Regions from separate parts of the Mus musculus genome. Here region 1 is linked to region 2. The links are chromatin contacts, called in public HiChIP or PLAC-seq maps. All regions are on one chromosome and are shown on one strand. Each heading gives the region's core, a stretch centred on a gene start, on an enhancer-like site or on the middle of the called end of the contact. The rest is flanking DNA. Distances are from core to core; before and after follow the strand shown. Region 1 has its middle 21 kb from the start of A730043L09Rik. Region 2 holds the start of Paqr5 (progestin and adipoQ receptor family member V).

The links. HiChIP or PLAC-seq counts read pairs in DNA pulled down with a chosen protein or histone mark.
Region 1: an H3K27ac HiChIP or PLAC-seq map of embryonic stem cells shows a contact between it and region 2, with 5 read pairs. The contact joins the enhancer-like site here to the promoter of Paqr5 in region 2. A contact is called at or near these places in 4 of 39 promoter capture datasets (the 3T3-L1 cell line, the SN4741 cell line, embryonic stem cells and 1 more), 1 of 15 datasets of contacts at CTCF or cohesin (the NIH/3T3 cell line), 1 of 484 Hi-C or Micro-C datasets (bone marrow-derived macrophages), 7 of 115 datasets of contacts at active chromatin or transcription factors (craniofacial prominence, embryonic basal ganglia, embryonic stem cells and 1 more) and 3 of 9 other capture datasets (embryonic stem cells, liver and pancreatic islet).

What each region holds. Positions count from the first base shown.
Region 1 is chr9:62,220,926-62,226,064 of GRCm38.p6, forward strand. No RefSeq gene overlaps it. Among named protein-coding and RNA genes, the nearest start is that of A730043L09Rik, 21 kb to the right of the region's middle. Within about 2 kb of position 1,831, at least 35 of the 459 cell types and tissues checked have an H3K27ac peak or open chromatin away from gene starts, as enhancers often do. A contact at or near this core is called in embryonic stem cells, where this site is marked.
Region 2 is chr9:62,023,212-62,028,678 of GRCm38.p6, forward strand. It overlaps Paqr5 (progestin and adipoQ receptor family member V), which reads right to left and starts at 3,579. Exons shown (of 8, transcript NM_028748.2): 1 at 3,476-3,579.

The DNA of each region.
Region 1 (5,139 bases), core at 581-3,080, 200 kb after region 2:
CCTGGATCTTTCTGTCCGATGGGCTGAGGACTTTATAATCATTTTTGTTTTTTTCTTTTTGTAACACTACTGAAGCAGGCTGAGGAGCTCGAAATGAAATCGCTAAAAGAAAAGAAAAAATTACCAGAAGACACCAAGATGGGCTGTTGCTATGGAGAATGAATGCCTCCAGCTGTGAACCCAACCAGGAGACCGCAGCGGGGGCGGGTCACACTTACCTTCAGGAGCATCCCAGCTTCACCAAGGAGAGGGCGCATTGGAAGGAAGGGCAGCATACGGAGGGGATTGATCTGGTTGCCAGCTCATGCAGATACTAGCAGAGTGGTTCTAACTCAGGGAGCAGAGGGGAGAACTGGGCTGGGGGGTGGGGGTGGGGGTGGGGGAGGGGGGCACTTAGCTTCCCAAAGCCACGGGTTTCCTAGGCTGCTCTGGAGAGAAGTGGGTGGAATATTTCGGAGCAGGTTGGAGTGAGACCATGTACACTCATGTCTCCTCCCAGCCATTTCGTATGTCAACTGGGGTTTATTACATGCCAGACATTGTGCTGGGGCAGTAGATCTTTGAGAGACCTGACTGAAATAGGGTTGAGAGTACACACCCCTGGAAATCCATCCCCTCTCTGTAGAACGGCAACTCTATAATGTGACTCCAGGTCTGTGTGTTAACAGTGGTACCCACATGGCCTGTGCCACATACTTAGATGCGGGTGGTAACAGGAAAATTGTGAAGAAGAGTGTCAAAAGCATGTATATTTCTCTCTGCCTGAATGTGTGTGTGTGTGTGTGTGTGTGTGTGTGTGTGTGTGTGTGTGTGTGTGGTATATCCTCAGAAGCCATTCACCTTGAGGGTTTTGGGTTGGGTTGGTTTGGTTTGGTTGGTTGGCTGATTTTGGTTTGTTTGTTTGTTTGTTTGAGACAGATTTTCTCCAAGTAGGCTAGGCTGGCTGACCTCAGGATTTTACCTGTGCCGGCCTCCCACTGCTGGCATCATCAGCATGTGCCGGCTTGGCTGACCTTTTCATCTGGTTGCTGGGGATTAAATTCAGGTCCTCATGCTAAAGCAAGCTCTTAGCAATAAGCTATCTTCACAGTGCCTCTGTGCCTTTCCCTGCTGCTAGTGGCTCTCATCAACTTTGCTTTTATGCTTCCATGCCTCTAAAGGAAAAAGAAAAGAAGAGAAAAGAAAAGGAAAGAAAAACAACTTCATAAACTATTTCCCAAGTACTTTCCTGCTGAGGTGTATATGGTGGGTGGAGTCTAGTGATCTGCATCTCCCACTGCTTTGGCACTGTGTGGGTGGGGCGTGCTGCCTGTGGTGAAGTCACAGGTGAGGCAGTCTAAGTATGAGATTTTAAGTACCAGTAAGGGTAAGTCAAGGGCATATGGGGCACTTGCGATGCTACTCATCTGTTAGGAGCTAGCCCAGACTATATCTTCTCTCTCTTCTCCTCCCCTCTTCTCTTCTCTCCCTCCCCCACCTCCCCTTCCTCCCTCCTCTCTTCTGTTCTCTTCTTTCTTTGTCTGTTCTCCCATTCCTCCTCTCTCTTTAGCCCACTTCTTTTCTGCCTCCTCAGTCTTTTCCTTGCCTGAATGGCCATCTGAGTCCCCGATGCATCAATGCATCAATGTGACTGTGTTTCCATAGGCAGGTGTGTGTCTTGTTTAGTCACATTAAAAATAAATCGCTTGGCCACACACAGGCTATGAGTCAATCTGTTCCTTCCCTCTGCTTTCCAGGAACAGATTGCTCAAAACCAGACGACTGTGGTGTGAGACGCCAGCAAGGAGCGGCATGCGGTGGAAGGAACAAGCCCTCCTGAGCAGCCCTCCCGCTGGGCCTCCTGTTCACTGAAAGTCAATCAGTCACACCCACCAAACGCAGTCGGTGTGGCTGCATTCTTTAAGCCAAGGAGAACGTTAGAGGCCAAAGTTCAATGCACACATTTATTGATTTGTGTGTGTTGAACCGTCTTTGATGGTTTTATGTTTGCTATTTTCTTATTTAGTGCTCTAAGGCAGCTTGTGCTTTACTGTGACCTCATAGATGTTTCTATATGTTCTATATGTCAAGCTCCTTCACGTATCTTCCATAGCATTGTCTAAGTGGATTCTTTTACTTTCTGTTCATCATGGGAAGGTTTTTTCCCCCTTTATTTATGAAGGGTGCCTTTGCTTGACAAAGTAATCTGGGCTGGTAGTCTTTGTATTTCTGAATTTGAAATACATCATTCCATGCCTTCCGAGTTTTTAGAGTTTCTATTGAGGAATTGAGGTCATTGCTAAGATACCCTGCCAGGAATTTCACCTTTGGGTATCACAGTTTTTTGCTGTGGTTCTTTTTTGAAGCAGGTTCTCCTATAGTCCAGGCTGTTCTCCAACTGGCTATGTAATTGGGGTGACCTTAAACTTCTGATCTTCCTGCCTTTGTCACCCACTCTTGAGGTACTAGGATTATAGATGTACCACCACACTAGGTCAGTTGATGCAGTGCTGTGGATGGGTCCCAGGGCTTTGTGCATGCTAAGCAAGCCCTCCATCCTCCTCTGCAGCCGCAGCCCAGGACCTCAGTCTCTGTAGACTAAGCACTTTAGTCATTTTGTAAACATTATTTAGGGTTAGATGAACTCCACTGCTCTACTACATTAGCCAGTTACTAACTTAACACTGGAGTCTCTTCACCTTCAAAATGCTATAGAAACCAGGATCAGCAGAGATGATATCTTTTTTATTATTATTTTCTTTTATTTTTTTAATTTTATTTTATTAGATATTTTCTTTATATACATTTCAAATGCAAGTTCCCTATTCCCTCCCCTGCCATGCTCCCCTACCCACCCACTCCCAATTCTTGGCCCTGCCGTTCCCCTGTACTGGGGCATTATAAAGTTTGCAAAACCTAGGGGCCTCTCGTCCCAGTGATGGTCGACTAGGCCATCTTCTGCTACATATGCAGCTAGAGACATGAGCTCTGGGGGTACTGGTTAGTTCATCTTGTTGTTCTACCTATAGGGTTACAGATCCCTTCAGCTCCTTGGGTACTTTCTCTAACTCCTCCATTGGGGGCCCTGTGTTCCATCCTATAGATGACTGTGAGCATCCACTTCTATATTTGCCAGGCACTGGCATAGCCTCACTCAAAACAGCTATATCAGGGTCCTTTCAGCAAAATCTTGCTGACATATGCAATAGTGTCTGGGTTTGGTGGCTGATTATGGGATGGATCCCCGGGTGGAGTAGTCTCTGGATAGTCCATCCTTTCATCATAGCTCCAAACTTTGTCTCTGTAACTCCTTTCATGGGTATTTTGTTCCCTATTCTAAGGAGGAATGAAGTATCCACCCGTTGATCCTCCTTCTTGATTTTCTTGTGTTTTGCAAGTTGTATCTTGGGTATTCTAAGTTTCTGGGCTAATATCACTTATCAGTGAGTGCATATCTAGTGACTTCTTTTGTGATTGGGTTACCTCACTCAGGATGATATCCTCCGGATACCTCCATTTGCCCAAGAAATTCATAAATTCATTGTTTTTAATAGCTGAGTAGTACTCCATTGTGTAAATGTATCACATTTTCTGTATCCATTCCTCTGTTGAGGGACATCTGGGTTTTTTCCAGCTTCAGGCTATTATAAATAGGGCTGCTATGAACATAGTGGAGCATGTGTCCTTATTACCAGTTGGAACATCTTCTGGGTGTATGCCCAGGAGAGGTATTGCTGGATCTTCCGGTAGTACTATGTCCAATTTTCTGAGAAACCTCCAGACTGATTTCCAGAGTGGTTGTATAAGCTTGCAATCCCACCAGCAATGGAGAAGTGTTCCTCTTTCTCCACATCCTCGCCAGCATCTGCTGTCACCTGAATTTTTTATCTTAGCCATTCTGACTGGTGTAAGGTGGAATCTCAGGGTTGTTGATTTGCATTTCCCTGATGATTAAGGATGTTGAACAGTTTTTCAGGTGCTTCTCAGCCATTCGGTATTTCTCAGTTGAGAATTCTTTGTTTAGCTATTACCCCATTTTTAATGGGGTTATTTGAATTTCTGGAGTCCAGCTTCTTGAACTCTTTGTATATATTAGATATTAGTCCCCTATCAGATGTAGGATTGGTAAAAATCCTTTCCCAATCTGTTGGTGGCCTTTTTGTCTTATTGACAGTGTCTTTTGCCTTACAGACGCTTTGCAATTTTATGAGGTCCCATTTGTCAAAAAATTCTTGATCTTGCAGTACAAGCCATTGCTGTCCTGTTTAGGAATTTTTCCCCTGTGCCCATATCTTCGAGACTTTTCCCCACTTTCTTATCTATAAATTTCAGTGTCTCTGGTTTTATGTGGAGGTCTTTGATCCACTTAGACTTGAGCTTTGTACAAGGAGATAAGAATGGATCAATTTGCCTTCTTCTACATGATAACCGCCAGTTGTGTCAACACCATTTGTTGAAAATGCTATCATTTTTCCACTGGATGGTTTTAGCTTCCTTGTCAAAGATCAAGTGACCATAGGTGTGTGTATTCATTTTTGGGTCTTCAATTCTATTCCATTGATCTACCTGTCTGTCACTGTACCAGTACCATGCAGTTTTTATCACAATTGCTCTGCAGTACAGCTTAAGGTCAGACATGGTGATTCCACCAGAGGTTCTTTTATTGTTGAGAATAGTTTTTGCTATCCTAGGTTTTTTATTATTCCAGATGAATTTTCAAATTGCCCTTTCTAACTCAGTGAAGAATTGAGTTGGAATTTTGATGGGGATTGCATTGAATCTGTAGATTGCTTTCGGCAGGATAGCCATTTTGACTATATTAATCCTGCCAATCCATGAGCATGGGAGATCTTTCCATCTTCTGAGATCTTCCTCAATTTCTTTCTTCAGAGACGTGAAGTTCTTATCATACAGATCTTTCACTTCCTTAGAGTCACACCAAGGTATTTTATATTATTTGTGACTATTGTGAAGGGTGTTGTTTCCCTAATTTCTTTCTCAGCCTGTTTATCCTTTGTGTAGAGAAAGGCCATTGATTTGTTTGAGTTAATTTTATATTCAGCTACTGCACTGAAGCTGTTTATCAGGTTTAGGGGTTCTCTGGTGGAATTTTTAGGGTCACTTATATATACTATCATATCATCTGCAAATAGTGATATT
Region 2 (5,467 bases), core at 2,329-4,828:
AGGCTGCTGGATTTCAGTCTCTGGGCTCTAGAAGCTATGCAGTTGGACTCTGTGTCTCTGACAGGCTTCCACTGAGTTCTCCAAGTTGCAAGGGGCACCTTGGCTATGTGTTACTAATTAACCAAAGGTGTGTGTGTGTGTGTGTGTGTGTGTGTGTGTGTGTGTGTGTGGTGACCTTAAGGTGCAAATGTCCTGCCTGAGGCTCAGGCAACTCTCATTCCTCAGGTACCCACAGTCTAGAGCCTGCTTTGGGTGATCCTGGCCCGGTCAAGGTCAGAAGGCAGGAGAATAGTACAAACTAAAACCCAACTTGGCAGACAGCACAGGGATGGGGATAAAACTGGGCCACCACTTCAAGGGAATGCCGTTCTTCCCCCAAGTGCAAGAAACTATTGAAACTCTTACATGCAATGGCTCCCCTCTGCCAGCCTGCATAATTTCATAACAATCTCCTTGTCCCTTTCTCCAAAGTCCCCAACACGGTCTCCAAGTGAGGGCCAGACACTAGGCAGCAGGGTGGACCTAGAGCCATGAAGCATCGAAACAGGCTGCGTACTTTTCCATCCACTGTGGTGGAAAGTCACTGAACTTGTAGGAGAAAGCCAACATACCAGGGAACAGAAAACCAGGTCTCCATCATGACTCCGCCCCCCCCCCCAGAGGGCACCAGAGAACTAGGGGGGTCTACAATGACCTCAGATATAGGAGAAGGTCCACCCTGACGCATTCCTTCTGGTGAAGCCTTAGTGACTCCCTGACTGTCTGTTCCCCCACCCCACCCCCCTGTAAGCCCAACAAGTCAGGAAATCACACATTCTTCAGGCTGGGCTTCAGCACTTTCTGCCCCAACGCCAAGGTCCAGCAGGTGCACTCCAGCTCTGACAATGAACAGAGCTGTCTGTGTGTGTGTGTGTGGGGGGGGGGGTCGTCAAAGGCAGGGCTGGGGCAAAAGCCAAAGCTCTCTGGGTCACCCAGAAAAACTGCTTTGTGTATGAGGGTGTGCATCTATCTCTCCCCCGCCTCCAGGATCTCCTGAATTCCTAGGGGAGCCTCTGAGCTCCCCACAACCTCTGCACACACTTCTCAGACTGGCTTGTTAGCTTAGCCCGGCTCATCTTAGCCTCTACCCCTCCTCCGGAAACTGGGCTTGCCCCTCCTAGGACCTTCCCAGAGGCCATCAGATCATGGAGCTGTCCATCTAGGTGACTCTTGAAGGCCCTGGCCTGAGTTCTGGGAGCCTTCCTTCCTCTCTCCTTTCCTGGTTCTATGGCTGGGTGTTCCTCTCCTTACATGGGAAGAAAGAAGGAGAGAGGGTCAAGGCTCTGCAGGTCTCATGAATTCTGGCAAGTTTTCTTCCTGTAGAGATTACTTTCCATCAGTGAATACTTCTTACAAAGCTACTGTGTGCATCTGGTGAGGTCTACTCTCTGAGGAATGCTAAGATGCGGCTACAGCTCAAGGGAGACATAAAGCTCACCTAGAGAAGCCCCCCCCCCCCACACGCACACACACACACACATACACACACGCGCGCGCACACATGCATACATGTCTCCTGTCGGGTGTGCTCTGCAGCATGCAGATGTCTTCAGAGCACCCACCTACTCATAAAACTTTATTTATCACTAGGGGAAACTAAGGCAAGAAAAGCAAATCCCTTCCCCCTCCCTGGCAACCCTGCAGGGTGGTAAGAATCCAGGAGAGGCAATAGTAATTAATGTTTTCAAATGAGACCCTTTGAGGAGTGAGGAGGAAGTCCACTAGGTGAGTGGAAGTCTCTCACCCTCCAGCTCAGGCGAGGGACAGGCTGTCCACTTCACCCAGCACCCTGCTCTTCCTTGGCTATACAAGAAGTAAGATGAATAATTATAGTTTTATATACTGGATTAAGAAAGAAGTTGCTCCAAGTAGGGGCAGAGTGTGAAGGCATCTGGGAGTGTGTCCACAGTTTTCTGGTGCTAGCTTTCAAACGTCCTTCCTGATCTTCCAGGGCAGAGTCCTGTCTACTGGAAAAAGAACTCACCCGTGTCTGGTTAACTCACGATGGTCTGGCTCTGTTTCTTCCCTGTGCCAAGTACTATGGATACAGAAGGGACCGCAGGTCCTGCCTCCCTCCTGCTGTCAGGGGAGCTTACCAAGGGGCTGGTAGGGGTTTGGCAGACTTTCCTAAGGGGATTTGGATTCTATTTGAAAGTGCCCTCACCTTGCACACTCCTGGACGTCAAGGGAGCAACTGGCTCCTGCCAGTCAAGGGCATAACCAGAAAAGGACCAGCAAAATGGCTCAGTGGGAGACTGTGCTTGCTACCAAGCCTGACAACCCAGTTCAATCCCCAGGCCCCACATGACCCCTGCAACTTGTCTTCTGATTTCCACATGTACCCCACTACCAAGCACAATAATAAAGAAATATAGTAATCTTTTAAAATGCAGAAGCCCCTGGTCTAAGAGACCATGGCTGAGGCCCACCACTGTGCTTGGGTCAAATGCTTTAACCTTTTGGAGTCACCTTTCTTTCTTCAGCTACCATCTGCTTGGTTTTTCCCCCCGCGGAAAAGTGAAATTGGGGTGTCCATGTCAGCCATGATGGCTGCTTTAGGATCCACCCAGTCTCCCCTCTCTTCTTTCTGGCTCTGGGGGAAGGCGCGGCTTTCTTCTTTCCACCAAGAATTTTGTGGGCTCCAGTGCTCTGCACCTGTAGGCTGCAGCCCACCCACCTCAGGGCATAGGCTCCTCAGTCTGGGTTTTGAGAGTGCTGGGATGGGCGTCAATAAGGACCCGGCCTGACCAAACAGAATGAGACAGGAAAAGGGAAGGGGAAGGGGAAGGGGAAGGGGAAGGGGAAGGGGAAGGGGAAGGGGAAAGGGAAGGGAAGGGAAGGAAAGGAAAGGAAAAAGGAGGGGAGGGAGGGGAGATGAGAGAAGAGAAGAAAAGAAAAAGGAAAGGAAAGGAAAAGAAAAAAGAAAAGAGAGGGGAAAAAACCCCAGCTTCCTGTGTCTGGTTACCCTCTTTATCAGGGCGCAGAGCTACCTCCTTGGGCACAAAACTGTACCACCTTACCCGCACACTATCTGACTGGTTCATAGCGTGCGTCTGGCGAGAGGAGGCGGGAAGTACACATATAAACATCGCTAAAGCTTAAGAATTACTGTCAAATTCCATCCCAGGACTTTTTTTTTTTTTTTTTTTTAAGGGATGGAGAGCCAGGATGGGGAGGGTGTCTGTTTCGTTGAATAATTAAGAGAAAAACTGGTACTTAGAAAGGCTGGGGAAAAGGCCTCCCCTCTTCACGTGGGCTCGGGGTGCGCGGGTGCAAATGTCTGCTTGGCAGTTGCCTGATGCACCACCGTCCAAGAGCAAACTTTCAAGATCCGTCTTCAAGTAGCACCCGGGCTCCGTGGCTCAGTGGCAGAGAATAGGAGCGTGAGGACGGGGACCCGTGGGGGACACTGGCCGGGAGTTCCGCCCTCGGTTACCTGAATTCTGAGGCTCACTGGCGTCCAGTGGATAGGGCGTAGAGACGCAGCAAGAGCAGATCCGAGACGGGCTACTCCTCCCAGGCCAGCGCGGGCCCCCAAGCGCCTGGGAACTGCACCTGGAGAACCCAGAGCGGCGCGCCCTCCTGTCGCGGGTCCCCGCCCAGGCTGTCCCGGCAGGGGCGGGGCAGGGCGGCCTCTGGGAGGAGCCGAGCGATGGGCTCTCCTCCCAGCTCCCTGGCCTCGCCAGGCCTCGTGCACCGAACCCTAGACCTCTTCTCCTTCAAAGCTTCCCGCGTCCCTTCAGCCTCAGGTGCCCCTTAGCTGAAATTTGAGGTACACAAGGTTCTCTTTCTCATCCTGTACTCTCTGGTAGGTACTCTACACTACTCCTACCCTTAGATCTGAGGTCTGGGAGCCCGTAGGCCACCTTGCAGCTCACTGAAGGATAGGAAAGCAACTGCCTGATCCCATGGTCCTCTCCTCTGCTGAGAGGCCCCCGGCTGATGATGGCCCCTGCCATCAGACCACCTAGAACAGTGGGTCCTTGGAAACCCTTGTCCGCAGGCTCGGTGTCTCTGGTCCTAGGTTCCCAGATTGGAAGATGTTAAGCATGGCCCTCTACCAGCTAGTGGACACAGAGAGAAGAGATGAAGGGACACAGAAGACAAAGAAACCCGGCTCTGGGAAGCTGGAAGCTGGTTCTTCCAGGTGCTGAAGAACAGCCCAAAGCCACTTCCTCCTTCTCCCACCCCACAGCAGGCAATCAATCTCCAGGATCAATCTGGAAGGCTCCAGTGAGCAGTGGGCAGACTCCGTGGTCCTCCCTGAAGTTGCCTCCCTTTTGCTCCCTGACCTGCCTTGCTGGCAGGTATGCACACCAGGAAGAATAGGAGACTGTCCCAGACTCTAGTCAACTCTGACCTTGAGCAAAGCTCTGGTCCCTTCTAGGTCTGTTTCTGAATGAAGTTAATGTGATGTGTTGGAACAAATCTCTCTCTCTCTCTCTCTCTCTCTCTCTCTCTCTCTGTCTCTGTCTGTCTGTCTGTCTGTCTGTCTCTCTCTCTGTCTTTCTCTCTCTCTCTCTCTCTCTCTCTCTCTCTCTCTGTGTGTGTGTGTGTGTGTGTGTGTGTGTGTGTGTGTGTGTGTGTTGGTTGGCCAGTGAGTCTCAGGGATTCACCTGTCTTTACTTCCCAGTGTTGGGATTACAAGCATAAATTACTAATTCTTGGTTTCTTTCATTCTCTCTCTCTCTCTCTCTCTCTCTCTCTCTCTCTCTCTCTCTCTTAATCTGTGTGTCTCTGTGCCTTGTGCCCACAGAAATAAAAACACAAAAAGGCGCTGGGTGTTGGATTCGCCTGGATTACAGGGTTGTGAGCCACTGATGTGGGTGCTGGGAACTAAATCCTCTGCAGGAGCAGCTCTCGATGGAGTCTTCTCTCTAGCTCCCCACCCCCTTCTAAACATGGACTGTGGAGATGGAACACTCTCTTCTTGTTTGAAAGGCAAGCACTTTACCAACTGAGCTGTCTCTCTAGCACTCCCAGATCTAATTGCTTAAGGGGAAAGTGTCTTAGCCACGTAGGCAGGCAGGCAGGCATCCTGTGCACACCAGAGTTTGACAAGTGGGTGGAAAATGGGTTCTCTGCTGAGCTCGGCCTTGAGTGAATCCACTAGATGGAGATGCAGATCTCTGCTTTGTCTTCCCAAGGTTATTGGCAAAGGCTTCCCTCCATCCATCCCCCACCTCCACCCCCCCCACCCCCACCCTGCCCAAGCAGGTATGGCAGTAACAGAACCACCAGCTCTGGGTGTCCTCTGATATCATCTTTTGATTGTGGCACTGGAATGGGCTTTGGAGGCAGATGAAAGCATGTAGCAACCTCTGGAAGGCCTCTTTGTACTCCCTACAGGAGCTGCAGAGCCCATCATGTGGGCATGCACCCCACTATCTGTAGCTGAGGAAAACAGAGATGCCCAATGCCCAATCAG